Linked DNA regions of Oryzias latipes: region 2 is linked to region 1. A link is a contact called in public Hi-C data. All regions are on one chromosome and are shown on one strand. Each heading gives the region's core, a stretch centred on a gene start, on an enhancer-like site or on the middle of the called end of the contact. The rest is flanking DNA. Distances are from core to core; before and after follow the strand shown. Region 1 holds the start of tnrc18 (trinucleotide repeat-containing gene 18 protein). Region 2 overlaps tnrc18 (trinucleotide repeat-containing gene 18 protein).

Evidence for each region. A called contact is a pair of places that touch in the nucleus more often than the background predicts.
Region 2: a Hi-C map of embryo shows a contact between it and region 1, with 1.6 times the contacts expected there. The contact joins the enhancer-like site here to the promoter of tnrc18 in region 1. A contact is called at or near these places in 3 of 5 Hi-C or Micro-C datasets (embryo, fibroblasts and gastrula embryo).

Annotation. Positions count from the first base shown.
Region 1 is chr8:19,175,840-19,181,165 of ASM223467v1, forward strand. It overlaps tnrc18 (trinucleotide repeat-containing gene 18 protein), which reads left to right and starts at 1,509. Exons shown (of 30, transcript XM_011478476.3): 1 at 1,509-1,636; 2 at 3,076-3,408. The coding sequence starts at 3,201.
Region 2 is chr8:19,212,814-19,218,142 of ASM223467v1, forward strand. tnrc18 (trinucleotide repeat-containing gene 18 protein) reads left to right here. Exons shown (of 30, transcript XM_011478476.3): 30 at 1-759. Among protein-coding and RNA genes, the nearest start is that of slc29a4, 33 kb to the right of the region's middle. Within about 2 kb of position 2,503, at least 2 of the 8 cell types and tissues checked have an H3K27ac peak or open chromatin away from gene starts, as enhancers often do. A contact at or near this core is called in embryo, where this site is marked.

The DNA.
Region 1 (5,326 bases), core at 259-2,758:
TTCAGACCTGCAGGTTCTAAACAAGGACTCGAAATGCTGGTTTTTGAATAGTTTTGAAAGGTTTTGAATTTCCAACTAAAATAAGAAAGAAAAAATATCACAAAAAGCAAAATTGGCAGGTCTTTCTGGTCTTCCTGCTGTCACGTATTTATTCAAATATCACAAACTATTTTTCAAACATTTTTGTGATTAGAATTTGCTGTTCTGTGTTTTTTTTTTCTCTTTGATAGTGCTAATCCAAGATATGAAATCATTTATTCCTTTTGGGATTGTTTGTACTCTTGAGTGTCACTTACAGCATTTACACTGAAACAAACCATACCGGAGTGCACTTGTGAATTGGGACCTTCAAGTTTCCAAGTTTTGGTTGTTTGATTCTACAAAATTCTGGTATTTTAGTTTGTATACATCAAAGATCATGAAATTTGGTACAGATGACCCATCACTGTGTATCCTGAAATGTCCTTGTGAAACATTTGAAGTGAGTTTAAGGAGTGTAAGTCAGACTTGAAGACCAACTTTGAAATGTCTTGAAGGAAATCCAAGTCCAAGTTAGAATCTTGATTTAAACTTTAAAATGTTAGGACTTTACAAACAATAAAATAAAAACAAACTAGGAAAGATCACTATCTTGAATTGCATATGTGAAAAATTTGAAGTAAATTAGAAAATTGTATAATTGGAATTTTTAAAAATGTACTAAAACTTTTAGGACTAAAACTATGATCCTTATAAACTAAATGCAAAAACTTGTGTATGAGATTTAATTTGTGAGTGAAACACCAATAAACTGTATTAATATAAAGCTCTTTTCATGCAGGACTAATATAACAAATGAATGCTGTAATTTCTATGTTACCAACTAGGAGAAGCGACAGTTGTTCCACCCCTCTGTTTATAGTGTGGTATTTGAAGAGTGTAACCCTCCCTTTCCCTCATCCTTAACCAAATTAAGTCACCCTACCTCTTTATGTTGTTGTTTTTATAAAGTTTAACCACATCCCTTCCTCAGGGAGACCAACAAAGAATGTCATTTATTAGAACAAGTTAATAATTCACTGTTTCCTGGTGGAGTGGAGAACAGATCCACAATAAAGAATGGTGAAGTAAATTAAAGAGGTTTATGGTACATTTGAACTGAATTATAATGGGGGAAGTGCTGTGTTTAAATAGGTCTGATCCACCGATTCATCCACAAGCACACCCCTCCAAAACAAAATACCCCGCTCCGCACGTTTTTCATCAGTCTTGAAGCCTGAGGGGACCTTGAAACCGCCCTGCCTCCTTGCGCCATAATTGTTTTATGGTGCTGGCTGCTGGCCAGAGGCGCTTATTTATATACTGAGAATTTGATTGACAGTTAGAACAACCAATCACCTAGCGACTGCTTAGTGCTCGTTCAGGATTGGGTGGCTGTGTGGGACGTGGGCGGTGTTTGTACAACAATGCCGTGTTTCATTGCTGAGTGGGACGCGTCAGGGGCTTTCTCCCACCCCCCCTCTCATTTACCCCCCTCCTCCCCAGTTTACCTTCGAACTAGCCCGAAATGGACCATTCCAGTTTTCCCAGCAACCTGGACGCGTTTTGAGAAACATTGGCAGTTGTAAGTCGTCCCCCGACATTTCACCATGAAGAAGTAAGCGCCCAATCGCTGTTGTTTTTCCTCTTTCTCGTTTGCAGTTTGTTTACAAGCCAAAATAGTCAACATTATCGATGTTTAAAATCTTTTTAGGATGCTAAAAAGACGCTCAGGATATTTTGAGGATTTTTGGTCGACTTAGGGCAAAAATAATTTAAATTGATAGCTTTTCTAAGTGAAAGTTTGAAGCCTTTTGAGGAACCGTGAAAAGTTTGAAACGTGGCTGAAAAAAGCCGAGCTGCTTCGCCCGCTACCGCGGCGAGCAATCCCCTCTGTAGTCGCCTGTGATTTAACTTAGCCGTACTCACCGTACAGTTTTCGGTTAACTCTAAAACGCTCTTTAATGCACCTTTAAGAAAAGAACGAAGGGAAAAAAGTTACATTATGTTATCCGAGCGAGCTTTTCTCATATTCCCGCCCGCCTGGATATCACGAGTCGTCGGTGTAGAGTTTTCCTGTAGTCTTTGAAGGTTACAGTTGCTAGCTTGTTTTTTGTTTGTTTTGTTTTAATTAACGCTTGTCTTGTTTTTCTATTTAATTTTGACAGTTAAAATGTATACATTTATTATATATATATATATTAATCTTTTTTGGAGCGTGTGACGTCGCTTAAAGTAAGCTAACTTTTTAAAAACGTTTGTCGTCTTCGATACTGTAAATAAGTTGTTTTTTCGACTGTACTAGTAGACTTGTAGAAAAACGGCTTAAATTAAGAGTAAAGTTGCGTTAGCTAACATTGAATAAGTTTTCTGTTTTTGATGTGGCTTAGCTGAACATTTTGGTAATAAACGGGTGTTTATGTTTTTAAGTAAAACAGCTGGTCGTGTTTTACTTTATCCGGGCATAACCCACATCCAGCGGTGAAGTAACCCGCACTTGAAGGCAACAGAACACCGCCTGGTTAATGAAGCAGCCTTTTGAGACCTTATGTATTTTTAACCTGTTTGAAATTTATATTTGATGCGCCATTGGATTGTTTTACACTGGTGGAAACAGATGAGTAATGGTGAAGAGACGGATCCTCCTGTTAAAACAGTGGCCCTTCTTGCTTTTTTTTAATGGTCGTCCTTCTCCCGGCCGCGTCCCCCCGGGAAGCGGAGCTCCGCCGCGGCTTGCTTGCCCTGCTTGCCTCGCCTCGCCTTGCGGGTGGGGGTGGGAGAGCCCTGGATATCAGATCATAAAAATCTAAATACAAGTCAAAGCCGCATTAGGGTCAGTATTTAGAAAGCAACTTGCAGGGACTTGCTGCGCGCCAACTGATCCTCCGCGGAGAATTTTTTGAAGTGTTTTTTCCAAACTGCGTCATTGCGCGGACGAGCCGCATTTTTCGCTGAAAAGAGAGAGCATTTTACTAAAACTATCAGTTTGCAACTGTATGAAATCCACAGTGCAGCCTACTATTTATTCACCCCAGGTGTTTTTTCTTGCTTTTATAGGTCGGCAGAATGGCTGAAAAGGAGTCCGAATCCCCCGGGAAACTAAAGACATTATAGCCAGAATTGGCTTTTTTGGACATATCCGAACGGATTATTTCCTTTAACAACTTTCCCTGTAGTGGATAATGGATGGCAGAGATTTTGGTCCTCCCCGATCCGTCCATGTCCCCCCTCCGTTATTGGCAGGGCTCACCATGGAGCCTCACCGACTCGGAGCAGCAGCTGCAGCCGGGAGGGTCCCTCCCTCGCCCGGTCACTTGGGCGCGAACCATCCGCCGTCTCTCCACTCCGGAAAATTTTTACCAACGGCCATTAATATCCATCCACATCACAGTAAGTGCACGACGCTTCGACGAATAATGTTTGAGCAATGGCATAACTTGGAGAGTATGAAACCTTCATTTGCAGCAGCGCTGCGCAAAAAAAAGAAGGAAACGCGCAGGATTTTGAGGCTGTCCGTTTGCGGGCATTGCGCGGTTTTTATGTAGGATCACAACCTCGCATCAAATGCATGATAACAGGGCACTCCAGAGAGGGCTATTTCGGTGCAAATGTTGTGCTTCCAGAGCGCAGCTTTTGAGGTGTTGATGTTCGTGCTCGTTGCAGGTTGTGTTGCGCATGCATGGGTCTGTTATTTGGCAGAATGGGGAAACGGCGAAGCTGTGACCTTAAAGGGATGACTGTTTACACTGCAGGGAGAAATTGCTTGAGTGTTTGTGTTGAGGGAAGCAGGGTGGGGGAGCTCTGTATTTGGAGTAAAAGCCACTCTGCTGGAACATTTGTCAAATGGTTGACGCATTTGTACCCGTTCAGCTGGACACCCCTCATTGCTGCCTCTAACACATACAGGACTGTCTTTAAAAGGAGGGAGCGTAAAGTGCAAGCTGACATGATGTGTGGAGATAATCTGCGTGTTTTTTTCCCTGCTGAGCTGGGAATTTTCCTCCCACCTGGGTAGTATTTTTCTGCTGTTATCATTGAAAACATTGGAGGAGAAAAAAAAGTTGTTTGGAGAGCAAAAGGACACTGATACGTTTGCAAATCGTGCTTTCTGTCACAGAAGAATGTGGGGCATCTGGATGCACAAACCGTACAATCTAAAGCTGCATTCAAACACGTCAAATCTTTCCTGCAGATGGAAGTTGCATCACACTTTGCCTGATTTCCTTGGAGCTGCTTTCCTTTACCATGCAGATCCAGGGGCTCCAGCAAAATGAGGCAGGGCTCTGACGAAGCGCTAGTTTGACACGCTGACAAATCCCACACACTGAGGTTGCGCAGAAGCATCAAAAGGTGTCGGAGATGAAATCAAGTCACAGCAGGGAGCACTGGGATGATGGATGGGTGTATTATATAGCAGTCTATCTGGGAACAGTTAATTGCATCCAGTCCAACCGATTTTTTACCTTCCTCAAATGGAATGTAATCATGTGGTGCAGCTAAATGAGTGGATTTGGTGGGCTGCATTTGCTGCAGCAGCATGTTTCTGTTTGCATGACTTGATGGTTTGCTCTGTCTTCTGTGACACATTTGGTCAGAGTTCTGGGTTTAGTCCAAACTGTGATGGAGCTCAGTTTTGTGGTTTTTGTGGGGATACCTCTTTATTCTGCTCACACGCCGACCTCCTTTACTTTTGACTTTCATCCTCTGTCTTTCCCTCTACCTACACTGACAGCTCGTATTCACTGGCACACACTAGAGGAAGATTCAGGCCATTTAGCTTTATTGCTCTCCTCAACATCCAATCCCAGCACATTACATAAAACCAAACCAACTGAGATCCTAGTCCCAGGCTTGTAATGTGCGGTGCCAACTTATTACATAATAATTACTCAGTAATTGCTGCATTTTTGCCATGCTGGTTTAATTGCAATAAATAGGATGAAGCCAGTTTTCCTGACTGAGTTCACAGGAGCGGCTTCTGTTTCTGTTTGCTTTTAACAAATTCACAACGTAGTTATTTACAGCAGTTTGCTTCTTTTCTCACTTACTATTTCTCTTCACTTTAAATGAGATTTCCACTAAAAAAAAGCAGATGGTCTTGATTGTTTTTACAGCTCTGGGTTGGCAAACATGCGAGGTGGCTTTCACCATTTCCTTTTTTTTTTTTTTTTGGGGACCAAAAAAGGACATCAGTCAAAAGCATAGCTTTTTCTAATGTCCCTCCACTGGTTTTGCCCGGAGAAATTCAGGTGAATCCTTTTTTGTGACTGCTGGAAATAGTTGTCTGTCCACTGGAGGTCTGCGTCAA
Region 2 (5,329 bases), core at 1,253-3,752, 38 kb after region 1:
GCGCGCAGGTAAGACCGATAGATCGCAGCCTTATCTTCTGATGCCACACACACACACCTACACATGCTTGTAAACCTTAAAGGCACGCTTTGCTGCCTTCCACATCTCTGTTTGGCCCTTATCTCCGTTCCATAGCCGCTCTCCGGCCTTCAAACCGCCTTCCTTTCACTTTCAGTGTCATTCTTGTTTGTTTTGTTTTTTTTCCTAATTTTTTTGGAGAGCCTTCTATTGTCAATCATCGTGTTTCTGGCTTTTTCAAATGCTTTGTTATTTTATCCCCTCTTCATCCAATCATGGACATCCCTCTAGCAATACGGTTGATGGGCACCACTGGGAGCTAGCTGCTACAGAGAGGGAATGAGAACAGATAGAGGTGGACTGGAGGCTGGTTCTTCGTCTGCTGTTCCTTCAGTATCCTTATAGTCCTGTTACAGAGGGAAGAAAATTATTTTAAAAATAAATATAAAAAATCGTCTACGTTTTGTAAAGGAACCTTCTCTATGGAGGGAAAAACAGCTATCAGATTATACTTTGTACACATGTCTAATCTTGTAAAAAAAATGCTAAGATACATTTTAGAGAGAAATCTGAAACTAGATATATTCTGACACCCTATACTGTATGTGCAAGGAACGTTTCTGTTGGTGTTTTTGTTTTTTTACAGACCGCAACCAGGTTTATCAGTGTTTCTCTGAACTTGTTTTAGTAAGTCAATATTTTATAGTTAATCAATAAACAGATGAACTGTATCCACTGTCATCTCAGTCTCTTTTCATCATTTATTCACAGAAATGTTTGCAATGATCACCTAAAGAGGAAGTTGGTCTCAATGAAAGTCCAGAACTTTCCTGTCTTTATGTCCAAAGCTCTTTTTTTCCAAAATAAAAGGAGGAAATTCTATTTTAGTCTTTGTAAACTGAAAACAAAAGTGACCATAGAAAGAATGTAGAAAGCAAACCTCTACTGAGGCTGGACTTTACTGGTTTTTTCTGTGGTTTGACACACAAGATCACCAAATCCACAAAACAGAAACTTGGTAAACAAACTAAATCCATGTTTATAGATGTTCTAAAGCTGTAAAGGCCAACAGTGTTAGTTTATTTTACTGTCATCATCTGTGCTGCTTTAAAAACTGATGTTTGGGAAGAGATTAATAGCATCCATCCATAAACCCCTGAGCAGAGGAAATGTGTAAATGTAAGATTTTATTTGCTCCGACAAATTCTTAAGCAGTTAGAAACTTTAGTATCACTAATAAAGACGATGAAGTTTTGGCCTCTTAAAAGGTAGAACAAGTTAAATAACAATTGCAAAAACATTCAAGGAAGTTAGTTTGGGGAACTTTTTCAGTGGAGGATCAGGAACTGTATGGTCTGAAGGTTTTTCCTGATATTTTTAGGGACTTTTTCTTTATACTCGTCGGCTGAAACCCAACATTTCAGAAAAGAATACGAGGAACATCGCTCATTTTCACAATCGTTTTTTGGGATCTTTTTAAAGCACCATTTAAAATTTGGATTTTTTTGTGCATGTTTTAAGCTGTTGAAATAAATCAATAAATCAAATCAAAGTCAACCCAGCAGTACCACATTTTGCAGTTCCTCCAATGACCACTGGGGGCAGGTTGCAAAAATATTTTTTTTTTACTTTTATGTCAAAAAGTCAGAAACGGTCCAACACCAAAGATTTTCAATCATGGTTGAAATGAATAAAGTTTGGCCTCAATTACAAAAGGGGTTTGTTCAGTCATACCTTTGGTTTGTCTGAAGATTAATAACCCCTCTTGTTAAAGTAAAATATGTCCAACACAAGAGGCCCTCAGCTCTCATCTGCCTGCCTAGCTGTTGGACAGGACAAGTAAAAAAAAAAAAAAAAAAAAGTCAGAAACATGAATTTTCAAAATGGCTTATTTTACCAAATTGTGAAGTATTAGCTGTGTTTTTTTTTATGACCGGTGGGTGGATCGATTGGTTGACTTGACAAAACTCACTTTACAGTTACGTTGCTTTGTGCCTCGTTCAGATGTCCTCAAATGTTTTTTTCCCTCCTTTGATTCCTTTCTTGGAGCTCTCCTTTTCACCACTGCAGACCTTCTGCTTCATGTTCTCCATTCTGTCGCCTCGTTTTATAAAGTTTGTGCAGGCTGCTCCTTTAATCAATAGCAGACTCTATTAGGCCTCCATTTTGGCAGCTCTGTAATGAAGCAGCTGGCTGTGATAAAATGGAGGAGAGTTCCTCTGCTGAGCTGCTGAATGGACTGCAGGGGACACATTTTCCACAGCTGACCGTTCCTGACTCCGGCTTCAGAGCGTTTGGAATTCCTCTGTGGCTTTGTGTAATTAAACCTGTGCTGACTCGAGCGGCGTGTGTTTCAGCAGCCGGGAGTCAGACATCGCTCTGCTTCCTCCAAAGGACGGACATCAGCAGAACAGCAGAGCCTGAGGTTACACAGAGAGGGACCCACACACAGCCCCCCTCACACTTCCACCATCACACCACACTGCCTCCTGGGGGTGTGTCGGCACGCAGCGCTCTGATTGGACGGCATCACCATAAGGAGGCCTTCTATTGGCTGAGGCGTCACTATTTATTAAACAGGGAGGGCTGAAATGTGAGTGTGTGCAGACCTGTGCGCTGGTCTCCTGGGAGACAGGTATCTGAGTTATGGGGCGTTCAAATGCAAACCGAGCACTGCGGTTTGAAAAGTTTCTTAATCAGACTAGAGTCCTTTGGAGGCTTTTGCAGCAGCGTTTGCCCTTCAACTAAATCAGTTCTGTCAGGAAAACGACAGATATGTGAAGAAAACCTCTATGTGATGTAAAATTAAAATATTGTAAGTGTTTAGCTACGTTGGAGGACGAGCTAAACACGGCTTCTTGAATGCACGATGGCATTCACACTGGACAAGCAGGGAGGGGCTTCCTCTTCTTTACTATTGCATGTCCACCACATACAGTTGGAAGAGGCTTGGCACAAAATGTCAAAACGGTGCAAATCTGGTGAATCTTGCTCCAGGCTTTTTTTTTCACAGCTCTATTCTAATATATGACAGACTTGGTGTCATAGACTTCCGGCCAGGTAAAATCCGTCATTATTAATTTCTGCTCCACGATCAATTTATAAATGGTTGGCACTTCCGTGAACTAAAAGGGACGTCATCTAAACGTCACTACCAAATCCAAGTCTCTGATTGGTCAAAGTTCAACCTGGTTTAACTTGCAACTGACGTTCAATGGCCTGGCGTTTTGTACGTGGAGCCAGAAAACGGTCATAGAAACTTGTGTAGCTACACGTGAACGCGAGAGATTAGAATACGGAAGCCACGCATTGGCCCGTGTTTATATAGCCCTTTCATTGGAAGTGGCCTCTTCAAAGTGGTGTGAACGCAGCTTTAGAGACATAGGCATGTCTTGTTGCTTATTTTATTATATTAGTTTGTATTTTGACGGTTAACAGATCTTAGGATCCATGATTCCGTTTTTTTCTCATTTGAGGCAGAGTTAGAAAAAAATGTGTGTGGAGCCAGGTCAGTCCACCATGTAACCATTAGGTGGCTTGTTACACACAGCAAGGCAACTCCTATTAATTTTGATATGAAAGTGTCTACATACAAAAACGAAACTCCAGTTTATTGTGGTTTCCAAAGTTTTTGCTTTGATGATCAGATCTGGCATCCAGGTCAAGTGTACTTTAGGGAATTTACATGTACTTATTTAAATGTTATTTTTGACGTCATACAGCTGTCCTTTTGGACAGTTTCCACCATTTTTTGGTCATGCTTTGTTATTAAAGTCGAGGTGAGTACTTGTTGGAGCCTTATAGCTTATGGGTGTTACTGTCTATTCTAAATATGCATAGAATTAGCTGACCTCAGGCGTGCGTGCATCAGCCAGAAGACAAAATGGTTTCCATCACTATTGGAGGAAATTGAGAAAAGAATGTGAATTCCGTTTTAGTGATGTAAATAGTAAAACCACAAATTATCTGCAACGTTGATCAGAGTGAAAAAACTTTCATGGTCTTCATCGTGCAGGGAAACAAAATTCCGCAGTAGCACATCCGCCAGGTGAATCTGGTGTCACACACCTCAGTAGCTTGAAGTACAAGACTTGGCTCCTTCAGTTCAGTTGTATAAAATATGAAATTGCTCTTTTTTAAATCACCCCAAATGGGCATTTGTGGAACTGCACTATTTGGTACTTCCAGGTAAGCTCAACGATGTAGGGCGTTATGCAGATCTGTAAAGCATGATAATCTGCTATGAGTGGTTTGTGTCCAAAAGCCCTGTAAAACAATGAAAACACTAAAGTTTCTACAGAATAAAGGGCTTATTTTTAGGTTCTAATGTGTTCCTGGCTCTAAATGTTCTAAGAACATTTAGAAAACTTGGGAATTCAAGGGAAACTTGAATATGAAAAGACTTTAAAGCCTAACAAACATTAGTCCAGCGTGGGATGCTGTATGGAAATGTGTGTGTGTGTGTGTGTGTGTGAGGAGCTGCATACCAATCAGCTATCTATTATTCATGTTCACAATGTAATGAAGGAGATATCAGTCTTTCTATCTCTGCTATGTTTACTTTGTGTCTCTTAGAGCTGCCACAGGGGTGAGCGTGAATAAAATCCCATTGTGGCTGAGAGAACGTGGTGGCGGCGTCCACCGAATCCCTCACAGACGAATCTAAAGAGTTCCCTCGAATTTTAAATCAAGGTCATTGTTAAGACTAAGAAACATGAGCAATCTCTGAAATCTCCATTAACAGTCCTCTAATTGTCCTGTGCAAAAAAAAGATAAGCAGCCAAAAACGCTGATGCACTACTTTGCCGTTCTGTGTTGTGATCCCAACTATATTCTTCAGCAGCAGTGGGGGCTTTATGGGTGTTTAACCCCCCTGGGATTTTCTCTGTATGGCTAATAATATGTCTGTCTGTATTTTGGTGGACATTTTTGAACTGTTTTTGCAGGCTAACTGCATCAAAGGTGCACTAATCTTCAACTACAGTGTACTTGCACTCAGATACATCTAATGAAGCTGCATGATGCTGCAGGAGAAAACATGCAGAGAAAGGTTTTCAGATACGCTGCTGTAAGGAGACCCAAGGTGAGCCTCAGCAGCGATGTCTCTGTTATTACTTTTTCCACAAAGGGATTATCCATTCAGACCTCTCTGTAGATTGCATTAATCCACAAACATTCAAATTCATTTAAAGCTCTTGTTTATGTAGCGACCTTGCCATGATGGCGATTGGATGTGAAATGTCTGCAAGTCACAAATGCTTCATTCAGTAAACACAACTCCAGGAAGGTAGTAAACTGAATGTAACTAGAT